Regions from separate parts of the Sus scrofa genome. Here regions 2 and 3 are each linked to region 1. The links are chromatin contacts, called in public Hi-C maps. All regions are on one chromosome and are shown on one strand. Each heading gives the region's core, a stretch centred on a gene start, on an enhancer-like site or on the middle of the called end of the contact. The rest is flanking DNA. Distances are from core to core; before and after follow the strand shown. Region 1 holds the start of MAGI3 (membrane-associated guanylate kinase, WW and PDZ domain-containing protein 3). Region 2 overlaps LOC110260343 (a long non-coding RNA gene). Region 3 overlaps LOC110260343 (a long non-coding RNA gene).

Region 1 (2,760 bases), core at 244-2,743:
CCCTGTCCGTATTGGGTAAGTACCTTTTGTTTCCTGCCTAGGCCCTGACTGATACAATGGTGTTAAAAAAAAATCACTGCAGCTTTTGAAGCGTGGGCCAGTCTATCTGAGATGTGGTGAGATTCTGTGGAGCTATTCACAGTTTAAATAAGGGCTTTCCCCAACCATTAAAGAGAGATGAGACTACATAAATGTCATACTGCAAAAGTGAAAGTATCATAGCTCAGAGAAAACACTTTCCACCTGAGGACAAGATGTCAGAGAAGGCTACTTGGAAGAGATGGCATTTGGGCTGAGGATGGATAGGATTTTTACAAATACAAAGACAGGGGAGAGTTGTGAGTCAAGCTGGGGAGGAGAGAAAGCTCAAGAAGAATTCCTGAAAAATTAGTGCTGGAAGGGATCTAAGATGTCCTTTATTCACTGTTGTCCCTCCACCTTCTTTTCAGGCGAGTAAACTTGAAACTGTCATTTGGCCAAGGTCAAACAGCAAGTAAGAAGCATGCCAGGACTCCAACCCAGCTCTGCTAGCTACTAGGCTGGTTCCTAACCCATCTTCTGCCTCCACCCCACCCTACCTCACCTCAAGCAGTCTGCTTACTCGTCAGTCTCTCCTATTAGGCTATGACCTCCTTGAGGGCAGGATCTGTCTTCCTTATCCTTGAATCTCAGAAGATAGCACAATTTCTGACATAAAGTCCACTTCTTCCTCAGCTAGCAAGTGGTAAGGCGTACCCACCCTTTGCCAGGCGCTATACTGATATTTTACATGCACAACAACATGGAGGGTGCTATAGCTCAGAGAGGTTTAATTTGCCCGAGGTCACACAGCAATATGTAGGATTCTACCTTCCATCAACCGGGACTCCAGAGTCCTTGCCTCTACGGGTGTGTAGTAACTTATGCTGCATGGATGAACGAACGAGAAACATCGACTCATTCTAAGAGGGTGGCTGTAACCGGTCACCCCGAGGCCCTACCACCCCTGGCCTCAGACTCAGCACGTCGTCTCCCCAGCGAAGTACACCCGCTAGCCTCTGCGCCCCGGGCTGAATCCCAGACTCCGCCCCCGACTCCGCCCGGCTCTGCTGCCACGCCCACACCTCGGGGAGTTAGGTTCTTCCTATCCAAGGGTTCGCCCAGTTCCAGCGGCTGCACGGCTGCACGTCGGGCCTCTTTCGATCCTGCGGACAGCAGCTGGTCCCACTCCCCTGCCCCTCCCTTTGCCCTCTCTCACTCTTCAAACTTCTTTTTTCCACCCTCTTTAAACTTCAGTCATCCTAGTGCCCGCCTCCTCCACTCCCACCAGCCAATCGGTAGTTCTCTCTCGTCAGTGGTCCGCCCCCTGCCCACCGGGGACCAATCCCCGGTAAGGGAGTCGAGTGCTGGGGCTCGTTCCCAAGCGCCTGGTCAGTGACGGCAGCGCGCCGGGCGCCGCGCGGCGGGAGGGGGCGGGGCTCTGGATGAGGGATGGGCGAGGGCGGGGGGAAGGGAAGAGGGAGGAGGAGGTTGCGGCGGGTTTGAAAGCGGCAGTTTCCTGGCAGCTCGGGCAGGCGTTGGTCTCCGCGCTCCAGCTCCGCAGCGGCCACGATCGATCCTGCGACGGGTCTACGCGCGCTTCTGCGCGCCCCCGACGGATTTTTTCCTTTCCGGCTCTTCCCTCTTCACCTCCCCGCCCCCTGCTTCAGCCTTTCCCGCCGCTCCGGCGCGGAGCCCGGGGGCCAGCCGTCGGCTGTGACCCCGCCCGAAACCCCTCTGGAGCCGCCCGGGGACAATCCCCTTCTCCTTTCTTCAGCCTAACCCAGGGTGGTCCTCGCGGATTCCGGCCAGCCCCAGGGAGCGTCACCGGGAGGGCGTCCGAGGGGCGTCTCGGAGCTTGGAGCGGCCCGGCCCCCAGTGGGCTGTGGTCGGTGGGGGGGGTGCCGGAGCGGTGAGGCCCCCCTCGCCGGGTTGCGCGGGCCGCCCGGGGTCTCCAGGCTGAGAGGGGGCGGGAGCGGCACCCCTGCCGCCTGCGCGGGGTCCTCCCCATGGTGCAGCGGGGTTCGGGATGTCGAAGACACTGAAGAAGAAGAAGCACTGGCTCAGCAAGGTGCAGGAGTGCGCGGTGTCCTGGGCCGGGCCCCCGGGCGACTTGGGCTCCGAGATCCGGGGAGGCGCGGAGCGCGGCGAGTTCCCCTACCTGGGGCGGCTCCGCGAGGAGCCCGGTGGGGGCACCTGCTGCGTTGTCTCGGGCAAGGCGCCCAGCCCGGGGGATGTGCTGCTGGAGGTGAACGGGACGCCTGTCAGCGGGCTTACCAACCGGGATACCCTGGCTGTCATCCGCCACTTCCGAGAGCCCATCCGTCTCAAGACTGTGAAGCCAGGTACGCTGGCCCTGCCTTTATGTCTCGGGGGTGGGGGGAGCCCGGTGTGGGTGTCTGGGGAGTAGCCGCCCCACACCCGCTAGTCGTCCAGGGTAGTCTTAGACCTGGGTGTGCAGAACTCCCTGTCGAAGGGGAGGGGTGGCGGTGGGTGATTCCCATTTTGCTGGTAGGAAAACTGAGCTATGGCTCGCCCGGGCTGTCATGGGATGGCCACCAGGAGCTGGGTTTCCTTAATTTGTAGCTCCGTCTCCCACCGCAGTTTTTGCTTGGAGGAAAACCCAGCCTTTTTCTGCTCTCCTTTGTGGAAAAGGTCCTCACGATTGTAATATTTTCTTTGGAACAATCGTCCGCATTTTCAGATAGGGAAAAAGATCTTTACTATTGAGGCACTGGGTGC
Region 2 (2,700 bases), core at 111-2,610, 130 kb before region 1:
AGGGTCCATTTTTATTTGAAGGCATTCTTGAGAAGGGTGTATTTCGAATTAACTGAATATCAGAGGAATTGCAAAGTAGCACAGCTAGAGGACTTAAAAGTGCAGTAAGAAAAATTCCACTACTCACTTTAAGCTGGCCCATAGGCCCCAAAGTATCAGAAACACCATGTAGCTTGTATTTTTCCTTTGTAAACCACACTGCTTGTTTACTTAAGCCTGGTAAGGCAATCTGGAATCACCAACACACTGACCCAATTAGAGAGGTCCTTTTACATTGTAGACAGCTTTAGAAACATTCCAGGTGTTGTGGAAAAACAGCTGGCCCTGGTATGCTCCTTGTTTCCAGGAGAGAGACCGGTGGAAAGAGAATCATAGAATTTTAGAGCTCAGATGATCTTAGAACAGAGTCACCTATAATTTTATAGGCCAACAAACTCATTAATGGCAAAGGCAGGGTTTGATAGTTGATCATTTTATTCCCAGCCCATTTTTCCACTGGAGTGGTGGTTCTTGACCATAACCAGTTGGAATCACCTGAGGAGTTAAAGCAAAAACAAAACAAAAACAAAACCTTCCCCAGAGACAGAGATTTAATTGGTCTGGGGAGCTGACTGGGCATTGGGTTATTTATTTATCTATTTATTTTCCACACTGTGATCTATGGAGGTTTACCAGGCTAGGGGTCGAATCAGAGCAGCAGCTGCCAGCCTCCGCCACAGCCACAGCCACACTGGATCCTTAACCCCCTGAGTGAGGCCAGGGATCAAACCCACATCCTCTTGGATACTAGTCAGGTTCTTAACCCACTAAACCACAATGGGAACTTTGTCATTGGGGTTTTTAAATACTCCTTTTTCCCACTCTGGGTAGTAGAAGGAGGAAAAAAGGCAACTGAGTTGCAAGGCACATACTACAGATTTACAAGGTATTATTTGCTCTAATCCCCTTGACCTCACACCTATCCCTGGGATGAACCCTGAGTTAAAAAAAGCTCTTATTGCAATTCAACCCCCAGACTTTCTTTTCCATTTACAGCCTATAGTGGTCTTTTCTTCTTTACGTAGAGAGGGCCTGGAACAGATTTCTCCTTGGCTCCTGAGCTGGTGTGTTCATTTGGTAAACGGAGAATGGCTTGCAGAAATCTAGAGGCTGTGAAAGCCAAAAGAATCATCTCATCTCCTAGGAACCAATTAGAATTCCTGAATGGCAAAACTCCCATAAAAAAACCCCAAAACCACCAAGCACTCCAAAAAGGCACACTCAGAATTACTGTGGAACTTTCCACCGAAGAGATAAGGCAGGGAGGTCCTGGGCCGGTTTGGCAGAAAGTTGGGCAGCTGCTTGGCACTAAGCAGAGAGGAGATAGGGTGACCACCAAAATCCAACACCGTGACATAACCTGCGGCAGGCGGAGACATAAACACACACCGTGGATTGATTTTGGCAAAGGTTTCCCATTATTTTTTTCTGTCAGAAGCCAGCTGAAAAACCAGTGGCGGCCCAAGTCCAAAGTTGAACTGATAAACCTCTCACTCAGTTCTGCTGCCTTGTCTCAGTTGTGGGGGGTCCAGCCCCTAGCCTAAAGGATGAAGGGCCCTGGACACTAAGCCCCACCTGCTAACCTTTCCCAATGATTCGGGTAAACTATTCACCTGATGAAAGTTTCCTCTGTTCAACTGAGTGGTGAGAAATAAAAAGCAACTCAACCTGCCCAACTGGTTCTGAGACCTGAAACTGGTCCAGCTCCTTTATATAATAAATAACCCGGGACGCCAGTCCCAGCTCCGCTCCACTCCCTGTTCACAGCAACACCCCCTCCCCCCACCCCGAGAGATCTGCCTCTCTCGAACAAATCTGAAAGACTTCAGGGTGGCTCAATTTTCTTCGGGATCCATAGGAAAGCAAGCAATTTTAAAAGAAGCGTTTTGTAGTAACAAAGACAAGGGTAGAGGGTCTAAGTGAATGACAATCATGGAAACAGCCAATTAACTGGTAAATCCCTGTTATCCGCAGGCCGAACCAGGAATGAGTGCGGGAGGAGGAAAAGCAGCTGCAGCCCAATTACTCAGTAGCTCAGGTGCCTCAGGAGGATTCTGGCTTCTGGTTTACCGAAACAGATCTACTTTCTGAGAGATCTTGGGGGACCGCTCCACAGAAGTGCAGGCTCTGGCAACTTCCTCCTTTATTGCTGTTGGTAAGTGAGCTAAAATATGCATCTAAGCAAACCGAGAGGTTGGAAGGGTCACAAGCCTCAGAAAACATGCTTTTTTGGAGTTCCCAGTGTGGCCCAGTGGAAACGAATCCAACTAGGAAACCTGAGGTTGCAGGTTCAATCCCTGGCCTCGCTCAGTGGGTTAAGGATCTGGCGTTGCCATGAGCTGTGGTGTAGGTTGCAGACATGTCTCGGATATGATGTTGCCGTGGCTGTGGCATAAGCCAGCAGCTATAGATCCAATTGGACCCCTAGCCTGGGAACCTCCATGTGCCGCTGATGTGGTCCTAAAATGCAAAAAAAGAAAACATGTTTTTTTTGGCATCTGGGGAGGAGAGAAAGGGCGACAACCAGACTCTGCTACTAACCAGATGGAAGAAGCTGCACCCATGCACAGCCCAGCAGCTGGAGGAAAGAGAAGTGCAGAATTGGCACCCACTTAGGAAGTCTTTGGAATCCAACTGATCCTGCAATTAATGAGTTTGGAG
Region 3 (2,776 bases), core at 277-2,776, 210 kb before region 1:
CAGCTTACAGCAACACCGGATGCTTAACCCACTGAGCAAGGCCAGGGATGGAACCCGCAACCTCATGGTTCCTAGTCGGATTCGTTAACCACTGCGCCACGATGGGAACTCCTTTTCCTCCATTCTTCTGTCCTCCCTTTCTGGCTTCTTTTGGCCAGATTTTGAAGACCCTGAGAGGGATATATATACACACACTGGGCGAATTCACTAGGCTGTAATCTCCATGAGAACAAGGGACTAAATCTGCCTTTTTCCTCATAGTAGCTACACTGCGTAGAACAGTGCCTGACACAGAGTAGATGCTCAATAAACACCTACTGAAATCTTGAAAGATTATGGGCAAAAAGTAGTTGAGAAAAAACAATGCCACATCATACAGACTGAATTATTATTCTCCATTCTTTGCCCTTTCCCTGTTCTAGTTACTCTACATGCATAACCTTTGCCATTTGACTTGGCAATACCTGTTACCAGAACAGGTGAGGGATATTTCCTTGTCCCCTTGATGCTGGGCATGGCCATGTGATTTGATTTGGCCAATGAATTGTTAGTGGACATGAGGCCAGCAAAGCTGGGTTATGCTTGCGCAATTCACTTGGCCTCATGCCTTTCTCCATCTGCCTTGAGAGCCTGGGTAGCCTCTGGGTAGCCGCTGGTCTAAGAAAAATGAGGAGGTTTATGAGCCAGTCTGAACACCACCTGCAGCTGGAGCCAAACCCAGGGGTCTTGGGAGAGCCACAGCAGATCCACAGACCTGAGAGGGAGAAAAATGAATGTATAAATGACTTTGGGAATTCCCTGACAGCCCAGCAGGTTAAGGATCCAAAATGCTCACTGTTGTGGCACAGGATTCAATCCCTGACCTGGGAACATCTCCATGTTGCGGGCATGGCCAAAAGCAAAAACAAAAACAAAAAACACTAAATAAATAAACAAATGACTTTGGAGTCCAAAGACCTAATTTGAATTTGAGCTGATTAATTTTATTATCCTGTACTTAATATCTCCGTGTCTCTTTCCATGTCCATTAAGTGAGGATAGCACCTACCTTGTGTAGCGTCGGCAGAGAACACATTTAGCTGCAGAGCCTCACAGCAGGGCTTGGTAGATTGTCAGCCGCCCAAGAAGCATCCACGCTTCCCCTCTCACACAGTCCCAATTTTCACGACGGTTTCACACACATACCACCCCCCCGCCCCATGCTTCCCGGGACTCTGAGTTCCCCCTGAACTTTGGAGCTGATTGGTGGAGGAGTCTTGATTGATGTAGGGCAATCCCAACCCTCTGGCCCATATTACTGGCTCACGAACCAGGTGTGTGCCAGTAGAAAAGGGCACGGGTCCAGCCCTGGCCATGTGCTCAGGCACAGGCGGGTGGATCAGTCAGGCTCTTAGCTGCAGTAACAGAAGCTGACTCTGGGTGATTCAGCACTTTAAAAGTTTACTGAAAGGACAATGGGTGGCTCAGAAGATCCTAGGGAGAGCTGGAGAGCCAGGCTCCAGGCCAAGCTGGCCCACACCACTCCCCCGTTCAAAGCTGCGAGAGAAAGGCTGACAGCACCAAGCTCTGGAACCGGGCGCTGCAGGCTCTACCCCAGCTGCTTCTGTGCCAGGAACAGAAATTTACTGTGACCACTGATGCCTGTGCTGTAGGAGCGGGACGGAAGAGGGGAGAGGGCGGCGGCTGATGCTCTGCGCTTCTTGCATCACCAACTGGAGTAAAAGTCCCGTGTCTGCATCAGGAGAGCAGACTCTGGCTTCTACCTTGGGGAGGTGGGACTTAGAATTTTCAACGTGTCCTAACAAAGGATGAGTGTTCGAAAGAGCCAGTGTGATGACAAGTATGAGAGATGTTTGCTCCAGTTTGAGAACATGAGGTGCAACAGCACTGTTTGCTGGGACTTCTTAGGAAGAATCTTCCTCGTTTAGAAAACGGACACAAGAAGAGGCTCTCATTTCCTGTGGACACTGCGATGTGCTGGTGTGGAGCTTGGAGCACAATAAATCATTTGGGCACGTGGGAAACCAGCCTGAACATGAAGCCAATACACAGAGGAGGGAAGGAACAGGAGAGGAGCAGAGAGAGCCCAGGGCCACTGTCCTTGGCTGATTCAGAGGAAGGCATCCAGCCTCTGCATGTCCAGTTACATGAGCAAGTGTGGCCTGGGTTTTCTGTTGCTTACAGCCAAATGCATCCTAAACTGATGCAGTAGTGATGACACATAAAAACTACTAGAGGGAGTTCCTGTTGTCAGTCAGTGGTAATGAACCTGGCTAGTATCCAGGAGGATGTGGGTTTGATCCTTGGCCTCGCTCAGTGGGTTAAGAATCTGGTATTGCCGTGAGCTGCAGTGTAGGCTGCAGACATGGCTCGGATCTGGTGTTGCTGTAGCTGCGGCATAGGCGGGCAGCTGCAGCTCCGATTTGACCCCTAGCCTGGGAACCTCCATATGCCGCAGGTGTGGCCCTAAAAAGACAAAACAAACAAACAAACAAATAAAAACTACTAGAGGCAACAAAAGCCAAGGAAATCGGTGAAGACCTGGGTTCTAGCCCCATTCCTGCCTTGTGCCTCTTAGCCAAACCATTTCATCTCTGCCCCGCAGTTGTGCCTCGTTCCAGAGCTGTTGCAGAGGGCAGTCAAGGATGGGGGATCCCTGGGTAGCCTAGTCCAAGTGGAAAGGATTCTTATTCTTCCCGGCAGGCTCCGGTAATCAAATGAGACAGGGGCAAAACCACGGTAATAAATGAACAAACAAACAGCTGTTTTCTCAAAG

What was found. Hi-C and Micro-C count contacts between places; a contact is called where the count stands out from the background.
Region 2: a Hi-C map of liver shows a contact between it and region 1, with 1.7 times the contacts expected there. The contact joins the enhancer-like site here to the promoter of MAGI3 in region 1. A contact is called at or near these places in 1 of 5 promoter capture datasets (liver), 5 of 47 Hi-C or Micro-C datasets (epiblast stem cells, liver and skeletal muscle) and 1 of 2 datasets of contacts at active chromatin or transcription factors (skeletal muscle).
Region 3: a Hi-C map of liver shows a contact between it and region 1, with 4 times the contacts expected there. The contact joins the enhancer-like site here to the promoter of MAGI3 in region 1. A contact is called at or near these places in 1 of 5 promoter capture datasets (liver), 10 of 47 Hi-C or Micro-C datasets (alveolar macrophages, embryonic fibroblasts, heart right ventricle and 2 more) and 2 of 2 datasets of contacts at active chromatin or transcription factors (alveolar macrophages and skeletal muscle).

Annotation. Positions count from the first base shown.
Region 1 is chr4:107,118,776-107,121,535 of Sscrofa11.1, reverse strand. MAGI3 (membrane-associated guanylate kinase, WW and PDZ domain-containing protein 3) reads left to right here and starts at 1,493. Exons shown (of 21, transcript XM_001925127.7): 1 at 1,493-2,363. The coding sequence starts at 2,048.
Region 2 is chr4:107,248,906-107,251,605 of Sscrofa11.1, reverse strand. LOC110260343 (a long non-coding RNA gene) reads left to right here. Exons shown (of 4, transcript XR_002343502.1): 3 at 2,014-2,194. Among named protein-coding and RNA genes, the nearest start is that of TRNAE-UUC, 73 kb to the right of the region's middle. Within about 2 kb of position 1,360, at least 14 of the 83 cell types and tissues checked have an H3K27ac peak or open chromatin away from gene starts, as enhancers often do. A contact at or near this core is called in liver, where this site is marked.
Region 3 is chr4:107,329,256-107,332,031 of Sscrofa11.1, reverse strand. The region is part of intron 1 of LOC110260343 (a long non-coding RNA gene); the gene reads left to right. Among named protein-coding and RNA genes, the nearest start is that of TRNAE-UUC, 150 kb to the right of the region's middle. Within about 2 kb of position 1,526, at least 26 of the 83 cell types and tissues checked have an H3K27ac peak or open chromatin away from gene starts, as enhancers often do. A contact at or near this core is called in embryonic fibroblasts, liver and skeletal muscle, where this site is marked.